3 separate regions of the Mus musculus genome follow, and all the other regions are linked to region 3. A link is a contact called in public HiChIP or PLAC-seq data. All regions are on one chromosome and are shown on one strand. The core of a region is the stretch at or near the end of the contact, and the rest is flanking DNA. Distances in the headings are between cores, read along the strand shown. Region 1 has its middle 19 kb from the start of Gm32464. Region 2 overlaps Fez2 (fasciculation and elongation protein zeta 2 (zygin II)). Region 3 overlaps Crim1 (cysteine rich transmembrane BMP regulator 1 (chordin like)).

Region 1 (2,700 bases), core at 47-2,546, 120 kb after region 3:
ATCTATGACCTCAAACAAGACGAGATCCAACCTCAGAACCATCAGCCAGCCTGGGAAGATTCCATAGCCCTGAGCTGACCGGTTTGGTAGCCACTGCACAAGTGGATCTCGAGCGTTTGGAACATGTCCTCTGTGACCCAGGAATGGAAATTTTAAACTTCATGATATCAGATCAGGTTGCTATTATTCTTTGGGGAGCATTTCTGTCATCCAAGAAACCTTTACAGGTCACCTTCACTTTCTAACCCTAAAGGCTGTAATACACCATGGAGTTGTGTCCATCACAGATAGCTCTATGCATCATCATCCAGGGAGTGCTTGCTCGTTTTGATCGACCCAACACAAACCTAGACATATCTCGGAAGAGGGAATCTCCAAATTGCCTCTATCAGATAAGTTGTCTGTGATGTGGGCGGTCTCAGCCTACTGTGGGTGGTATCACCCATAGATAGGGGGGTCTGGGTTGTGTAAGAAAGCAGGTTGAGTAAGCCGTAGCAAACAAGTCGGTCACCGGCAGTCCTTTATTGTCTCTGATTCAGTGTCTGATTTCCTTCAATGATGGACTGTGATAAGCCAAATAAGCCATTTCCTTCCCATGTTGCTTTTGGTTCTGGTGTTTACCCGAGCAACAGAAAACAAACTATGACTTACGATCATAAAACTGAAATAATGGAAAAATGCAAACACCCTACAATCAAAGATGTTAAAATCAAATTTCTCCACATAAGTCAAGGAAGAAAGTACCATCCACCACTTTCAAGTCTTCCGACTAGGAACGAACTACAGGAAGATTCTGTGTGCTGATTACATTGTAAAGTCCCTAAAATATCTTTAAATATTCTCCTCTCCATGCACAAGGTTGGGATCTACAGACCTTGAGTGATATATACAATACATTTTCAGCTTCTTCTTCTTCTTTTGTTTAACATCTAAGGGTGGCAAGGCCACGTGTCACTGCCCTAAAAGCACATTCACATCCCAAGCTCACCAAACTGCAGCACCGTGCTGAGAATACAATTAGTGGGGATTTTTGAAGTGTTCTGAATTTTTAGGAAGAAACTCATTGCATAAACATTTCTGGTTTTGCGGAGAACATGGGTCCCCAAGGAAAATAACAGTTTTTCTCCCTTCACCTATTCACCCTAATTAAATCCGTCAACCCCCAACTTCACTGGAGGAACAATGTGCCTGACTCAGATGACAGCTATTTGCAAAACATTTCTTGAGACTTCCTGTCTTAAGACCTGTTGCCTGCAGAATAATCTAAATATTTGGCACTGTAGTGGAGGCCAGGCAACAGCGGGGACAGTTATGTCCTCTGCGTTAGTAACCCATCGATGAGTCATATCTACCGCTGTAGGAACAAGTCTAAGAGAGATGATTTACAAAGAAATAAATACGGGACAAAATAGACCTCACCAATGCCACAAAATCCATGTCCTCTTCCCTCTCTGCCACTACAATCTTCATAAATATTGTCCCAATCTTCCAAGACCACAAAGGAAAGGACTTCAATTTGTACTGGGGCAGTAATGGCCCATGTATCCCAGCTGTCCCTGGGGCTGTATATGGCCTAGATCTGAAGGCTGATTGCCTCCTAATGGTATTTTCTGGAAGTCATAAGTTCTTTTATTTTTCAGTGTTTGACAAGAGGAGGTTTTGATGAATCCATGGATTGTAGTTGCTTGGGGAGCGACAAGCAGAGTCTGGCTGGCCACCAGAAGGCATTTGTGATGTACTCTCTTATTTCTCACTGGGGCTCAGGTGTCAGAAGATGCACTACATCCCATCTCTCAATCTTTTTGTTGTTGTTTGGACACAGGGTCTGGCCTCAGTCTCTTAAATCTTCAGTCTCCGTCTCTTGGGGACTGAGGTTATAGGTATGTTGTGCATAGCCACATCCTTTTGTTGACCATTAGACAAGACTGGGAGAAAAGTAGGGCAGAAGCAGAGACATTGCAGATATTCTCCACACAATGGATGCACTTGCCTTCACTGAGGACCTTCGGGCTGTTTCTCTATCTTCTTTTTTAAATGATTAATTAAATTAATTAATTAGTTAATTAATTTACATTTCAAATGTTGCCCCTCCAAGCCCCCATAGCAAAGTTCTCCCCACTCCCACTCCCCTCCCCTTTGCCTCTTAGAGGGTGCCCCCCATATTCTCTCACTCCCCCTGGGCATCAAATCTCTACAGGATTAAGCGCATCCTGAGGCCAGATGAGGCAGTCTTCTTCTACATAGGTCCCTTGGGGCCTTGGACCAGCCCATGTATGCTCTTTGGTTGGTGGCTCAGACTTTGGGAGCTTCCAGGGGTTCAGGTTAGCTGACACTGTTGTTCTTCCAATGGGGTTGGCATCGCCTTCAGCTTCTTCAATCCTTCCCCTAACTCTTCCATAGGGATCCCCAGATCCCCTGACCTCAGACCAATGCTTGGCTGTGAGTATCTGCATCTGTCTCAGTCAGCTGCTGGTAGAGCTTCTCAGAGGGCAGCCAGGCTAGGTTTTGTTCTACAAGCACAATGGTCTTTTGAAGCAGGATACCCACTCCAGTCTCCTATGAGTGGTCAGTGTGGTTTTCTTCCAGCGGGAGAATGGCCAGCTCTAAATTCTTTTTTTTTTCAATTTTTTATTAGATATTTTCTTCATTTACATTTCAAATGCTATGCCAAAAGTCCCCTATACCCTCCCCCACCATGCT
Region 2 (2,708 bases), core at 135-2,634, 65 kb after region 3:
TGACGTCGTCGTCTTACTCCTCACTAGGCTGACGACTGAGCTGGCTCACCATACAAAACGCCCAACGTCAGATAAAAGAGGTAAGATCTGCTCGCTGCATATTTTTTACCTAAGACTCTAATCTCAAAGGTAACAAAGCTCTGGCCACATTCTCCTCGAAATGAGATCTTCTTTTCTAAATTTTAGCAGCAATGTATCATGTTCCAGTTCAGTTGTTTTCACGATCATGCAAGCCATTACGTCAGTTTATTAACATCTATTTGTTAAAGGTGGGCATGAAAACGGGGCCCTGAAACCTGCTTAAGGATGCAATCGGTCTGTTGTCCAATCCCAACGCTTTCTCCCCAAAGGCAGATTCTGTCCATCTCGGTTCAGACACAGACAGAATGAACCTGCAGCCCTCCCCTTCCACCCATGCTCTCAGTCAATTAGTAAAAGTGACAACTTTCAGGGCCCTCGCAGAGCACAGGAGCAAGCAGAGGGTGAGGAAAAGAAGGAAAACGGAGCACCTGTTTCTCTCCGCCTGAGTTTCCAAAGGTGTGGCGGAGGCCATTCTGAATGACATTTGAGATCCCTTCCATGCTGAAGCGCTAAAGGCAGCAGGACATGGCCCAGGAAGAACAGGACAGAGAGAGAAGTTCAGAGACTATTAGTGGAGTGTTCCGCGATGTCTTTCTGTGCCCAACAGACAAGCAGTTAGAAAATGCCACGATCACTCACTCTCAGACAGCAGACAGAATCATGGTGTTTAGAGACCGCTTTCACTTCCATTCCGGCGTGAGTCCAATGCAGAGCCAACTGTTTGTAAGCCACTATCCCCACAGAGAGCTTCCCCGCTGTAACTAATAGATTTGTTCCAATTGTTGCAAACATCAGCTGTACCCTTACTTTATTAAACAGTTTACCGCACAATCCTTGAGATACCTTTTGATACCGCTTGTTTACTCTTTATCTATCGGAAGCTTGAACGCCTAATCCTTCGCAACGCGCCTGTTCTGAGCTGAAGCGTACATCTTTCCGCCATCAGTTTGGGGAAGATGAACCTGACATTTTCAGACTAGCGACTGTTCCCACTTGCTCTCCAGGCACCTGCCGTTGCCTTGCTACCGAGAATGTGAATTCTCGGCTTAGGCTGCCTGGGGAGCAGCATGGATACCAATTTACCCCCGAAAACATACTCACTCTGTTTCTAGAAAACAATTACAACTTAGTTCTCCTGGCAACCTCCAAGACTTCCTAGAATTCACTCTCTGCACTCAAGTGAGACTGTCTCTTCCCCTTCGGTGACTTATCTTGATTTGCACCCAGCCTGCAGTCACACGCATCATCAAGGGGCACGCTGGCACCCAGCTAGCAGCCGAGTCAAAGGCAGCAGAGATTCTCACAGCCTGACTAACTGAAGGAAAGGCTCCCGAGGAGGAAGCTGCACTCTGAGTCACCAGACGGTGCTTGTCCCTGGAATGTTAGGGGGAAAGCTGAACCAGTAAGCACGCTGAAGGAGTGGATGTAAAGGTATTCTCCAGGTCCTAAGAACGCTACAGAAATGCTCTCTGCTCTCAGACAACGTATACATTAGTCCCAGTGATCGCAAAGTGTGGCCCAGGCACAATCTGAGAGTCACTGAGATTCTAGAGGAGCAGGAACGCAAACTTATCTTAACATTATTAAAATATGGCTTGTCTTCTTTTTAAATTTATTATTGTTGTGATTGAGCATAGTGTTAGGCTTCATACCATGTCTTTCAAGTGCATCATGTACTTTGGCCATATACACACTCCAGTTCACTCAGACTGTCCCAGTGTACAGTGTAACATTCCAAAGGGCAGACTGAATGCAGAGGCGGAGCCGAGGCTCATGTCCTTCAACTGTGCCGTACATCAACAAGACTGACAAAAACAAACACCAATGACACTTCTCTAACCAACCTTTAAAGTTATAGCCTATTAAAACTTACCATTTATATAAGAATTAATCATTGAACTTTGATACTTTGAATGAATTAATCTTTTATTCGTGTTTACTTTTAATACAGTAAATATTGACCAATTCAATTATGTATGAGTGCCCTCTGAGGCTCTCAATAAACGTTAAGAGTGTAAAGAAATCCTGATTAACAAAGAGCTGAGAAATACAAAAAGGGCTATCCTGAAGGGAGCAGGCTACTAGTCTCTGGCCCAGCCACACTAGGCAACCAACAGCACTGCTGGAAATCTGAGCGTGCCCACACTGGCCTTGTGGGAGCTATTCTGCAAGCCCCTCCCTCTCCATTACCCTCGTGCCCCGCCTTTCCCAGACCCAAACCCATACACAGTTTTATGTTGGCAAGAACCAATGGCCTGGCCAAGAGATTGCCCTGGTTCCTCACTCTGCTGAGAATATAACTATTACTTTGGATGGAAGAGACTGCTTTTACAAGAAAAACCTACATAGCATAACTATCTCTGTAGATTCTTCACACACCACATTTTATCATTTGTTCCTTGTTTGTAAAACAGGTTATCCAAAGAGATGACATCACAGGCTCCAGAGCCAGCAATAAAAGATGATTTTCAAGTAAACAAGTCAGCTTGTTAGTTAACTACATTCCCTTGGAAAATGACAAGAAAAAAAATGCTTGCTTTCAGTCTGTATTACCTGGCTCTATTATCTGAGAAAATGATAAAGCTAGATGCAGACTCAAAAATCTCAGCTGGATGAAGAAGTCAGAA
Region 3 (2,700 bases), core at 173-2,672:
ATGTTGACAGTACAGTTTGAATCAAGCTGCCCTTCGAGTGAGATTTCAACTGGCCTGCCAGAAAATTCTGTACCAGGCACATATCTGGGTGGGAATTCCTTGAAACAAGAAAAAAAAAATGTTTCCAGCCCCGCCTTGGCCATCATGTTCCTTTCTGCACAGTATCTCGGTTGATTGAAGCTGCTGCTTCAGTAGTGGGGAGTGAAGGAGAGTTGGGCTGACCCCCAGAAGGGCAAGGAAGTCAGAGATGGCACAGTCACATGTCATTAGCATTCTGCTACATAACAGGGATCAAAACTCAGCTCATGGGTGGCAGTGTTTCGGTGCCATCGATGCTACTATTATTAGTAAGCCAAGAATAATAAAATACTTGTAATATCCTCAAGAGCGCTAGGCACGCTGTTTCATCTTTTAACTCTGAATGTCCTGGAAACATATTCCATAAATGGGAATTAAAATATAAGACAGTCTATTTTCTCCTTGTCCAAATAAGGTCATATGTTGGATGCCAAATGACCGTGTGTTACCCTAAGGTCTTAAACCTAAGTGCCAGAGCACTTCAGTCATAAATTTTTTGGTACTTTTGTTTTTTCTCTGATCGTTTAAAATATCTTGAGATAGTTAAGATAGTATTCCAATATAGATGAAATGGATGTAAAAGACCCTCCCCATCAAACTAACTATGACTTGTCAAATTTTATGATTTTTTTTTTTCATAGCTGTGCACATTCCACAAGCAGCTCTCTAGGTATCCATCACATATCATGGGAGCTAAACAGGTGTGAACCAACATGTGCAGAAGTCATTTAGCTGGGAAGACATGTTTATCCTTGCTCCCAGCCAGGTTGCATTGTCTGCTCCACACAGACAAGCTTGCGCCTTCTCCTTTGCACTTGATTTGAATAAAACCACCAGGGTGATCAAAGCTCTGCAAACACAAACGACTGTGGTCCTTCAGCTCTTCAAAGGCTTGCTGCCTGAATCACTCATACTTGTTCAGAGCTGATGCACAGGCGCTGCGTCTAAGTTCCCAGGTCCAGCAGTCAGGTCTGTTGAACATTTTCTGGCTGAAGCAGCATACGGGGGTGAGCTCCTCTCTGTCTGCCCCTCCTGTCCGCCTCCTGTACCTTAAACGGGATTATTGCTAAGGAGCCTCGTGGTTTTCTCGGGAAGACAGTAATAATTGTGTCTAATAGATCAGACCGGGCCTGCTAATTTTCATGTAATCAACAGAGGCAGGAAAACATAGTCTGGAATGCGAACTATGTGAATGAAAAATATTTAGTCATTCTTGAAATGATAGGAATGTTTTTCCAACAAGCTTAAATAAACACAATCTCTTTTTTGAGCCGGCGTTCAACTGTTTTTGGATAAGAGACAACTCTTAGGCAACCAAACAGAAGTTAATGAACGTTATTAGGAGGCATGCCCTTCAGAAAGAATCTCTTGCCCTTACAGTACGGCTCAGTCAGGGACAGAACTGGTTCCCTTTGAGCTTTTGTCAACAAAAGAGGATTTGACATTTTAACTAGTAACCATAGTTTCCAACATTGAAGAAACGGTGCTTTGCTGGCAATGGCATCGCTTGGCCTTCTTATGTTTAAAACCCTCACCTTCTGCTGCCACTTCTGTCTGCCTCGGTTCTCAGGGAAGGGCTGTCCTTGGCACATCTCTATTGAAAGCACCTAGAGGCACAGTTTCAGGGCTTCTGCTTGCTCATTGCCATTGAGACTGCAAGGCCTGCTTATTTAATAAAATTATTTTTGAGCATGGTAGCACTTGCACAGTCAAGTGTTCCTCCTTTCAAAATAATTATGCAAGCGACTTGTATGCCTGTTCTGGGAGTACAGTCACCAGGGGCTTTTTTGTTGGTTGGTTGGTTGGTTGGTTGGTTGGTTGGTTGGTTGGTTGGTTGGTTGGTTTTAGTGTGTCCGTTTGTTCGATGCTTCTGTTCTGATACTGACTTGTGCACTTGCACATCCAGTCAGCTGCCCGCTGCTTTCTATGCCCTGACTCTGAAGATTTACTAGACTTTCAGAAATAGCTGAAGTCGTTCATGTCAGCATGGGGGTGGGGATGGGGGGCACAGGTGATCTTGCTTGGTAAAACTGTTCAGAAAAAAAAAACAGAAAAGTGACAGTAAAATAAAGGCCCTTTGTCTTCTGTGACACAGTTAATTTGCTCAGAGAGTGGCTGAAGACAAGTTTCAAATAGAATTCTTAGCATGAGCTGCATTTCAGCACAGGCGTCCAGCCACTGGAAGTGAGTTCGACTTATTAATAATACTTATCTGTAAGTACAATTCCTGGCTCATTTCTTTAAAAGCATACCAGTTCACCTACTATGAAACACTCTTAGAGGCTTAGAGGCATGGACTAAAATGGGTGTGGGTGTTTGCTGCAACGTGGTTACAAATAAATAAGACCAAGATAATTTGTCTAGAGAAAGAATCTTTGAAATAGACATCGATCAGTACAACATAGTTTTAATCATTTAGACCTCTATCTCCGTTTATGATGACCCTGTTTTAAGCTGTTTCCAGGAACATTCTTCAGTGTACCTTACAAGACCAGAACTATTTCATATCATGAGGTCTATGATGGAAAACAGGGTACAGACCCCGAGAGATGGTCTCAAAGGCTTAGTAGAATGTGGTCTGTGCTTTATTTTACTAAATAAAATCCCATGCAAGCTTGATAG

Evidence for each region. HiChIP or PLAC-seq counts read pairs in DNA pulled down with a chosen protein or histone mark.
Region 1: an HNF4G HiChIP or PLAC-seq map of pancreatic cancer cells shows a contact between it and region 3. The contact joins two enhancer-like sites. A contact is called at or near these places in 2 of 15 datasets of contacts at CTCF or cohesin (CD8 T cells and the NIH/3T3 cell line), 4 of 484 Hi-C or Micro-C datasets (the HL-1 cell line, embryonic stem cells, group 2 innate lymphoid cells and 1 more) and 3 of 115 datasets of contacts at active chromatin or transcription factors (embryonic fibroblasts, pancreatic cancer cells and vascular smooth muscle cells).
Region 2: a contact with region 3 is called in an H3K27ac HiChIP or PLAC-seq map of embryonic fibroblasts, with 13 read pairs. The contact joins two enhancer-like sites. A contact is called at or near these places in 1 of 15 datasets of contacts at CTCF or cohesin (the NIH/3T3 cell line), 4 of 484 Hi-C or Micro-C datasets (embryonic fibroblasts, liver, muscle stem cells and 1 more), 4 of 115 datasets of contacts at active chromatin or transcription factors (embryonic fibroblasts, extraembryonic endoderm stem cells, liver and 1 more) and 3 of 9 other capture datasets (adipose tissue, embryonic stem cells and liver).

Annotation. Positions count from the first base shown.
Region 1 is chr17:78,443,780-78,446,479 of GRCm38.p6, forward strand. No RefSeq gene overlaps it. Among named protein-coding and RNA genes, the nearest start is that of Gm32464, 19 kb to the right of the region's middle. Within about 2 kb of position 1,297, at least 49 of the 459 cell types and tissues checked have an H3K27ac peak or open chromatin away from gene starts, as enhancers often do. A contact at or near this core is called in the HL-1 cell line, the NIH/3T3 cell line, embryonic fibroblasts and 1 more, where this site is marked.
Region 2 is chr17:78,386,482-78,389,189 of GRCm38.p6, forward strand. All of the region lies in intron 5 of Fez2 (fasciculation and elongation protein zeta 2 (zygin II)), which reads right to left. Among named protein-coding and RNA genes, the nearest start is that of Gm32336, 12 kb to the right of the region's middle. Within about 2 kb of position 1,385, at least 57 of the 459 cell types and tissues checked have an H3K27ac peak or open chromatin away from gene starts, as enhancers often do. A contact at or near this core is called in the NIH/3T3 cell line, embryonic fibroblasts, liver and 1 more, where this site is marked.
Region 3 is chr17:78,321,574-78,324,273 of GRCm38.p6, forward strand. The region is part of intron 7 of Crim1 (cysteine rich transmembrane BMP regulator 1 (chordin like)); the gene reads left to right. Among named protein-coding and RNA genes, the nearest start is that of Gm52306, 12 kb to the right of the region's middle. Within about 2 kb of position 1,423, at least 58 of the 459 cell types and tissues checked have an H3K27ac peak or open chromatin away from gene starts, as enhancers often do. A contact at or near this core is called in the HL-1 cell line, the NIH/3T3 cell line, embryonic fibroblasts and 2 more, where this site is marked.